Regions from separate parts of the Pan troglodytes genome. Here region 2 is linked to region 1. Evidence: chromatin contacts called from public Hi-C data. All regions are on one chromosome and are shown on one strand. The core of a region is the stretch at or near the end of the contact, and the rest is flanking DNA. Distances in the headings are between cores, read along the strand shown. Region 1 holds the start of CEBPB (CCAAT enhancer binding protein beta). Region 2 overlaps PTPN1 (protein tyrosine phosphatase non-receptor type 1).

What was found. Hi-C and Micro-C count contacts between places; a contact is called where the count stands out from the background.
Region 2: a contact with region 1 is called in a Hi-C map of stem cell-derived neural progenitor cells, with 5 times the contacts expected there. The contact joins the enhancer-like site here to the promoter of CEBPB in region 1. A contact is called at or near these places in 4 of 7 Hi-C or Micro-C datasets (blood, induced pluripotent stem cells and stem cell-derived neural progenitor cells), 1 of 1 datasets of contacts at active chromatin or transcription factors (stem cell-derived excitatory neurons) and 1 of 1 other capture datasets (stem cell-derived neural stem cells).

The regions. Positions count from the first base shown.
Region 1 is chr21:56,476,033-56,480,182 of NHGRI_mPanTro3-v2.0_pri, reverse strand. It overlaps CEBPB (CCAAT enhancer binding protein beta), which reads right to left and starts at 2,299. Exons shown (of 1, transcript XM_525353.8): 1 at 173-2,299. The coding sequence starts at 1,846. The coding sequence ends at 809.
Region 2 is chr21:56,849,008-56,853,157 of NHGRI_mPanTro3-v2.0_pri, reverse strand. It overlaps PTPN1 (protein tyrosine phosphatase non-receptor type 1), which reads right to left. Exons shown (of 10, transcript XM_525354.9): 2 at 2,474-2,564. Among named protein-coding and RNA genes, the nearest start is that of MIR645, 24 kb to the left of the region's middle. Within about 2 kb of position 2,122, at least 8 of the 24 cell types and tissues checked have an H3K27ac peak or open chromatin away from gene starts, as enhancers often do. A contact at or near this core is called in stem cell-derived neural progenitor cells and stem cell-derived neural stem cells, where this site is marked.

The sequences.
Region 1 (4,150 bases), core at 1,050-3,549:
GTGTGGGAGGGGGAGTAGCAGAGGAGGCAGAAAAAGCAGCTGCAACACCCCCACCCAACCACCAAAACCTCCAAAAATAACAGCAGCCCCCCACACACAACCCCCTACACACCAGAAACGCAGAAACAAAATCCTACAAATCCAAAATAAAGTAAAAAAAAACAAAAGCCAATTACTGCCCCCAAAAGGCTTTGTAACCATTCTCAAAAAAAAGTTTATTAAAAGTGTTCTTATTTAATGCTTGAAACGGAAAAGATTCCCAAAATATACAGACGCCTCTTTTCTCATAGAAATAGATTATTTTTTATAATACAAAAAAAAGACCAAAAAACAAAACAAAACAAAACATCAACAGCAACAAGCCCGTAGGAACATCTTTAAGCGATTACTCAGGGCCCGGCTGACAGTTACACGTGGGTTGCGTCAGTCCCGTGTACACACGCGTTCAGCCATGTTTAAACCGATTGCATCAACTTCGAAACCGGCCCGCCCGCCGGCGCCTGGAGAGGGGCAGAGGGAGAAGCAGAGAGTTTATCATTCATCTGTACACATAGACGTTTCTTCTTTAAATAACACCACGGGCGGGAGCCCCATCTGCATGTGCGGTTGGTTTGGACAAAAATATAGATATATATATATAATAAAATATTAAAATTACCGACGGGCTCCCCGCGCTGCCAAGTGCCCCAGTGCCAAAGTTTTGCCGGCGCCGCCGGGGGCGGGGGCGAGGGCGCGGGCGAGGGCGCGGGCGCGGGCGCTCCCCGGAGTCTCAGCCCCGGCCGGCAGGGGGACGCGCGCGGGGGCCGCGCTAGCAGTGGCCGGAGGAGGCGAGCAGGGGCTCGGGCAGCTGCTTGAACAAGTTCCGCAGGGTGCTGAGCTCGCGCGACAGCTGCTCCACCTTCTTCTGCAGACGCTCGTTCTCGGCCGTGAGCTCCAGGACCTTGTGCTGCGTCTCCAGGTTGCGCATCTTGGCCTTGTCGCGGCTCTTGCGCACCGCGATGTTGTTGCGCTCGCGCCGGATCTTGTACTCGTCGCTGTGCTTGTCCACGGTCTTCTTGGCCTTGCTCTTGACCTGCGAGGGCGCCGGCGCGGCCCCCGCGTAGCAGGCGGTCGGGGGCGCCTTGGCGTCAGCGGGGCTCGGCGTGCCGGGCGGGCTGGACGACGAGGACGTGGAGAGGCTCCCGCTGCTGCCGCTCGGCACCGCCTGGTAGCCGAGGTAAGCGCGCAGCGCGTACGGGAAGCCCGCCGCCATGCCTGCGCCGCCGCCCGGCGCCCCGGCCTCCTCCTTCCGCTTGCAGTCCGCGGGCTCGAAGCCCGGCTCCGCCTTGAGCTCGGCGGGCGGCGGCGGCGGCGGGGGCGGTGGGTGCAGGGGCGCGAAGCAGCCGGGGTGCAGCGCGCCCTTGGCGGCCCCCAGGCGCCCCAGGCTCACGTAGCCGTACTCGGCCGGCTTCTTGCAGTTCTTGCCCCCGTAGTCGTCGGAGAAGAGGTCGGAGAGGAAGTCGTGGTGCTGCCCGGAGGAGGCGGGCGCGGGGGCGGGCGCGGGCGGAGCCGCCTCGAAGGTGTCCGTGGCCGTGGCGGGCGCCGGGGCCTGCGGCGCGCCCAGCGGCTCCAGGTACGGGCTGAAGTCGATGGCGCGCTCGTGGTCGCCGATGCTGCCCAGCTCGCCGGCGGGGGGGCGCGGCCCGGGTCTGGCCGCGGGGGGCGCCGCGGGGGCCGCCTTGCCGCCGTACGCAGCAGCCAAGCAGTCCGCCTCGTAGTAGAAGTTGGCCACTTCCATGGATTTAAAGGCAGGCGGCGGCGGCGGCAGGGGGAGACATGCTGGGTCCCAGGCCACCAGGCGTTGCATGAACGCGGGTGCCCGGGGAGGGGGCCTGGGGCTGCCCGCTCCGGCCGGCCCGCAGGTGGCGCGGCCTCCCTGCTCTGAGCTGTCGCCGCTGCGTCGCTGCTGCTGCTGCCGCCGCTGCTGGGGTGGCCGCTATTAGTGCGGGGGCTGGTGGCTGGACCCTCGGGTGGGTCCCCTTCCCAGTCCCGTGCGCGGCTCTGACTCGCTAAAGTTTCTCCTGAGCCCGGTTATTTATAAGGGCGGCCCGTAGCAACCGCTGCGTCACGCCGGCCCCTCCCGCCGCGCCGCCGGGACGCGAAGGACACGGCCGCGGCCGCCTGAGACCCCCGGGAGGACGGCGGCAGGGCGCAGCGGAGGGACCGGGCACCCGGAGCGCGTTTTCGGGGGGCCCCCGGAACGCAGGGGGCGGCCTCACGCCCCCTGCCCACCCCCGCCCGGCCGCCCCGGGATTGGGAGCGAGAGGGGGCGGTGCGACCCCGCCCCCGGACCGCCCCTCTGGGCTGGAGGCTGTCCTGGAAGGCGGGGGAATCGGAGGAGGGGGCGACCTGATCGCCTTCCCCCCGAGACGCGGCCCCGGCCCGCCCCCTGCTGGAGGAGGCGGAGGTTTCAGGAGGGCCGAGCAGAGCCCCGACGGCCGACCAGGGTCGGCTCCCCGGGCCGAACCCTGGAGACCCCAGCCCGCAGCTCTAGCTCCAGGAGAAGCTACCCATCTCCGTGGCCATTCCTCCCGTAAACTCCCACCTCCTCCCCAGGTCCCCGGCTTTAAAAAGAAGACTCCACGCCTGTGACGACTCCCCTCTTAAGCCACCGCCAATATGAGGACCCCGGGGGTCGGGGCGACCGGGCAGGATCGCGCTCCGCTTGGGGCTGGACCCTGGTCCACGGAGCCCCGCCCCTAGCCCCGCCCACCACACCTGCCGCCTGCTCCAGGCTTGGACACGCCCGGGTCTTCTCTTGCCCCGCGCCGCGCCACCCGACCTGGGCCCTGGGATGGGGCAGGGGCGGGGGGTGCTCGGCCCTGCCACACTGTGTGACCTTGGGTGAGTCACTTCACTTCTCCCAGCTGCAATCCATGAAGGGTGTCGCTACTGTTAGTGGTGGTGGCATTGTTCCCACCAGACTCCCAAACTAAGGCTTACGTTGTGGGCTGCACATCAGAGAGAAAGGGACCCCCACGGATTGTGCCAGTGGAGGCCCAGAGGGAGCATGGCATGGCATACCAAGGTCACATGGCCGCATGTCCCCCGTTCATCCCAAACGAAATGCCCTCATCTGAGCCCTAAGACCTATTGCCAGTCCCAGAGGCCAAAAACTTCTGTTTCTGAAGTTGCTAGGGAGGGACTTAAGCGAGGCCTCACGGGAGGGGGGTGGTATGCAGGAAAGAGAAGGAAAGAGAAAGATAAGTTTTTACCAAGTCCCTGCCCTGTGCTCAGGGTGGGCCTGGACCCCGAGGTTCAACTTTTTTCACCCCACCAGAAAGATGCTTTTGTTGCTGCCATTTCACAGATGGGAAAGCGACAACGGCCTGCCTGGACTTGAACACAGGCCCAAGGCCTTCTGACCACTTGCCCGCCTCTGCTGGGTAGGCTCAGGTTAGAGGGCCCTTTGCCCTCCCGGACCCATTCCTAGGCCATTGGGGCAGCTCCCTGGGCCCACCTCTCTGCCACTCCTAGCCCAGGCCACCTAGGCAGGAGCTCCCAGCCTACCCGGGGCTGACCCCCAGCCCACTGACCCCAGCCCTGGCCCCAGCGGGCAGGCGGGCATTGCTCAACCTTCGGTGTTATCTGCTGAGCTGGGGTGACCTCCGCCCCCAAGAGCTGGAGAAATGACATCTCTGGGCACCCTTGGTGGGTAGGAGGCAGGGAGGGAGGGGATAAAACACTGGCCCAGCCTGCTGGCTTTCTGGGTCTTCCCAGCAGCCTCTGGGCTGGGGAGGGATCAAGGCCCAGAGGGGTGCGGCAGCTTCCCCAGGGCCACCCGACCAGCCCTTCCTCACTGCAAAATGGGACACTCAGGGCTGAGCTAGAGGCCACGGCTTCTGAGAGGCCCTCCCTGTCCCACCTGCTAGTGATTTCCTTCCCTATCGCCAGCCACCATTATCCTAGCTGTCTACCTCAGTCTCCCTGCAGGCTGCCACTTGGGGAGGGCTGGCCCACGAGGGACTCCTGAGCACAGCACGCTCAACATTTACCAGTGAAGGAATGCATTTGCTGTTCCCTGTGCACCAAGAACACTGTCACCCCACCTCTGCCCAAGGCAGCTCCTCAGGTCTCAGCCCAAAAGCTGCCTCCTCCAGGAAACCCTCCC
Region 2 (4,150 bases), core at 873-3,372, 370 kb before region 1:
TGAAAACTAGCCACCATCTGGAACACTGTTTCTCATTATGGAGGCTTAGTACAAATAAAGATACTTGGATAATTTTTAAGTGGATCATAGAGATAAAAGACCTCAAAAATTATGTAATGGTGGCCGGGCGCGGTGGCTCACGCCTGTAATCCCAGCACTTTGGGAGGCCGAGGCGGGTGGATCACGAGGTCAGGAGATCGAGACCATCCTGGCTAACACGGTGAAACCCCGTCTCTACTAAAAATACAAAAAATTAGCCGGGCGTGGTAGCGGGCGCCTGTAGTCCCAGCTACTCGGGAGGCTGAGGCAGGAGAATGGCGTGAACCCGGGAGGCGGAGCTTGCAGTGAGCCGAGATCGCGCCACTGCACTCCAGCCTGGGCGACAGAGCGAGACTCCGTCTCAAAAAAAAAAAAAAAAAATTATGTAATGGTATTGGTTGGTTATGTGAGTGGGTTCAAAGAGCACTGGGTGACTCTGGGCAAACAACTCACCTCAGAGCCTTGGTTTTTTCATCTGCTAAATGGTAGGTGACAAGAGGGTTGTGGGAAGAGTCAATGAGCTGAGGTGTATACAGAGCCCCTTGTTCAGCAAGTGCCTGTAACTGTGGACTGCTGTCATCGCCAGCAGCACTGTGAGCTGGGCAGCAGGTGACCTTCTACCTTGACTCATTCTCCCCCATAACCTTCACAGCAAATGACTGTTTCTACTGGAGGATAGGAGTAGGGGAGGAGGATAGGAGTACGGGAGGAAGATAAGAGGAGTGAGATTGGGAGTGAAAAAGTTGGAGAATTGTTTCCCTGGAATAATTTTTTTTTTTTTGGCTAGTCAAGTAAAGCAGTGGGGATGGAGAAGGAACAAAGAAATCTGTAACTGGTTGTGATCACATAGTTGTAAACACTACTGTACTTGGACCAGCCCCTGGAAGAATATTTTAAATACTGGTTTTTTTTCTCTGTAAAACTGATTCATAAAACCATTTAAATAAGAAATGTTAAAAAATGTAGCAAAGGAATATTAAAGACAAGATTATTCCCTAATTAGAGCAACTATAGCAAAAGCTAGAGATCCAGGGTATCCTGGCACCATGTCAAAGAGGTGAACGGTGATGGTTCTGTTGCGTGTTGATCAGCGGTCTGGAGGTTTCTGGCCAGGACTTCACAGCAGAATCACCAAGGTTTTTTGTTTTTGTTTTTAAACAAATATCAATGAGGTGCCTCAGCTGAGATGTGCTAAATCAAGAGTACCATGTGTTGGCGCCAATCATGTCACCTGATGACCTAGAAGTGCACTTCAGATGTTGGTGACAACCATCCCCACCACAGACAACATTTACTGGGCACTTATGTCTGCGTGAGGTACTGGGCGCTGGGCTAAGCAGCTTATGTTGCTTCATCTTCACACACTCCTATGAGAGAGAACAACTTGCCCAAAGCCACTCAGTTCTTAAGTGGCAGAGCTGACACACAAAACCAGGCAGGGAACCATGGTGGCAGGCCAAGAGGCCCACGTTCTACACCAAGTCTAGGTCCATTTTTAGACCCCTTCCAGGAATCTGGGCGCCACATAAGTCAGGTCAGGATGCACTGCTAACCCTTCTGGCAGAGAACAATGACAGCCACCACTCCCAGCCATGGGCACAGGACCTGCAGGAAGTGCCCACTGGAGGACTGACTGGAGAATCTTCTGCATCCCTGGCAGAGCATGCTACCATGGAGACACTGGCAGCTACGACCCCTCACTGCCTGACAATGTCTAAAGACCTGGAAGGGGGTCAAAAAGGCCTCTGTGGCCTAGAGGAGATGGCGCAGTTCAAGTCCTGTACTCAACTCCAGTTTTCCTTACTTTATGCAAATTCTAACATGTTAAGTTATTTACTTTTCAGCTACCGGCAGACTGACAGCCAATCACTCAGAAGGCGGACAGGGCTGCCACAGGCCAGCAGGCACACTGACAATCCTAGGAAGAACTAACAGCAGGAAAGAGGGAGAAAAATGATGAGGTTGGCGGGGGTGGAGGCGGTGGGGACTCCAGACAGAGCTGCCTTGCATATTCAGCGCAGGGGACGACAGTGCCCACCCCGAATGCCTGTGCAGGGCTTCCTTACAGCGGAACACAGTGCTCATGCCCTAATGACGCTGCTGCTGAGTCATCCAGAAAAGGTTTTATTATGCCTGCTATACTCTGCTTCAGCTGGTAGGAAAATGATTCATCACAAAAACAGTCAAAGCTTAAGAAAAGTGCTTTGAACTTCACTGAATTTTCCAGAAACTGAAACCTGAGCCCTTCTATAATGGTGGAAAAATGAGCTATTACTATAAGTCTCTAATGCCTTTACTATAGGAAACAATCGAGTCATAAACCTCTGCTACATTGATTTATTATGATACTAAACTCTGAGGCGAAAGGAGTCTTGATTAAAAGGGCCTGCAGCAAAGGAAGAGCAAGACTGGTACCGGCCACGTGGATACTTACAGGGACTGACGTCTCTGTACCTATTTCGGTTTTTGTTCTTAGGAAGCTTGGCCACTCTACATGGGAAGTCACTGGCTTCATGTCGGATATCCTACAAAAAAGAATAAAGACATTTAACTGACCGTCAGACACTGAGGAAGACCCAGCAAAGAAACAGACATCAAAGAGAGCCGGGCAATATGGGAAATGCAAGGTGATAATTCAGAGGTATGTACCAGGCCATGGGGGAAAACCGAGGAGGAATGAGCACAGGCCTTGGGTGGGAGGCAGTGATGTAGGGCAGGAAGATGGAAAGACGAGGAAGAGCGCAGAGAGACAGACAGGAGGGACAATTCACTCTGGAACACCCTGCACAGCAAAGGCATGGGGGCTGGAGATCACATCTCATGCCAGGAACAGTGAGTGGGCAGTAGGAGGTGCGACAGATGGCTGGAGGACATGGGTGGGTAGCCCAGATCTCAGAGAGCCTTGAATGCCAGGCCTGGGAGTTCCAACTGCAATTTCTATAAAGCTACGATTATTAAAAATAGATAAAATGTACTTTTATGCCAACAAACTATCCAACTGCTTTCCTAGGAGGTGGTAAACAAATCCTATCACCCCTGTTTCAACAGAAGACTACACCATGGCTCCTGATCACACCTAAAATTCCACGATAATCACATTAAACAATCTTTTATTTGTGTTTTATTACTTAAAAAAATAATTTTATATTGTTTATTACTAAAAAAACAAATACACACAACGTGAATGTACTTACTGCCACTGAACTGTGTACCTAAAAATGGCTAAAATGGAACAATTTATGTTTTGTATATTTTACCAAAATTAAAAAAAAAAAAAAGACAGCCCGGTCCCCTACGGTGGGAATAGGAGAGCAGACAACAGCAATAGAATTCTGGAAGCTGGAAATCAGGCTGATTAGTGGTTGGCAGTTGTGAGAAAGCAAAATTACAAGTGAACAGTAAGAAAGCCAGACCGCCCGAGATTTCCACTCCAGATTCCTCCCAAGGCTCTGGCTGTGCTCCCAGTCAGGAAGGAGGAGTGGGATTCCCTGCAGGGGATAAAGGTAGAGCCATCTGGGAAGACCTGGATTGCCATCTCATTCCCCAAGCTCCTTCCATGCTCCTCAGACTTCTGCAGAAATCTAAAGACATACTTTCTGGAAAAATGTAAACCAGAAGGTCTATGAACTGCAGCAAGACTGTTGGCACAGTGGAAGATGTGAGCGCTCCACCAAAAATGGGGTAAGCGGCCATACACAAGCCAAACACCAGGAACTCGAGTCCTTTTCCCCAAGAGACACTCACACTGCTGGCAGCTAGACCCTTCTCCTCCAGGTAGGAGGCAGAGCATCTCTAGATAATCTGACCAGACAAAAGGCACAACCAAAAGGTATCCTCAGAATGCACAACTGGCAGCCTCCCTAGAGGCCCTGAGGCCAGCGCAGTGTTGACAGGCTCCTTACACCTGCTCAAGGTTCTCATACTCCAATAAGCCCCTACTCTCCACCACAAGCAGATACCACTGATGACCAGATATAACAGGAAAGTCTCTAACATAAAAACAAAAAACAAAAACCAGAAAAAAAAAAAAACCCTTGGGGGAAACAAACTGCAGAGAATAGAAAGATTTCAAATACATATTAATATACTCAGAAAGAAAAGATCTTGCATC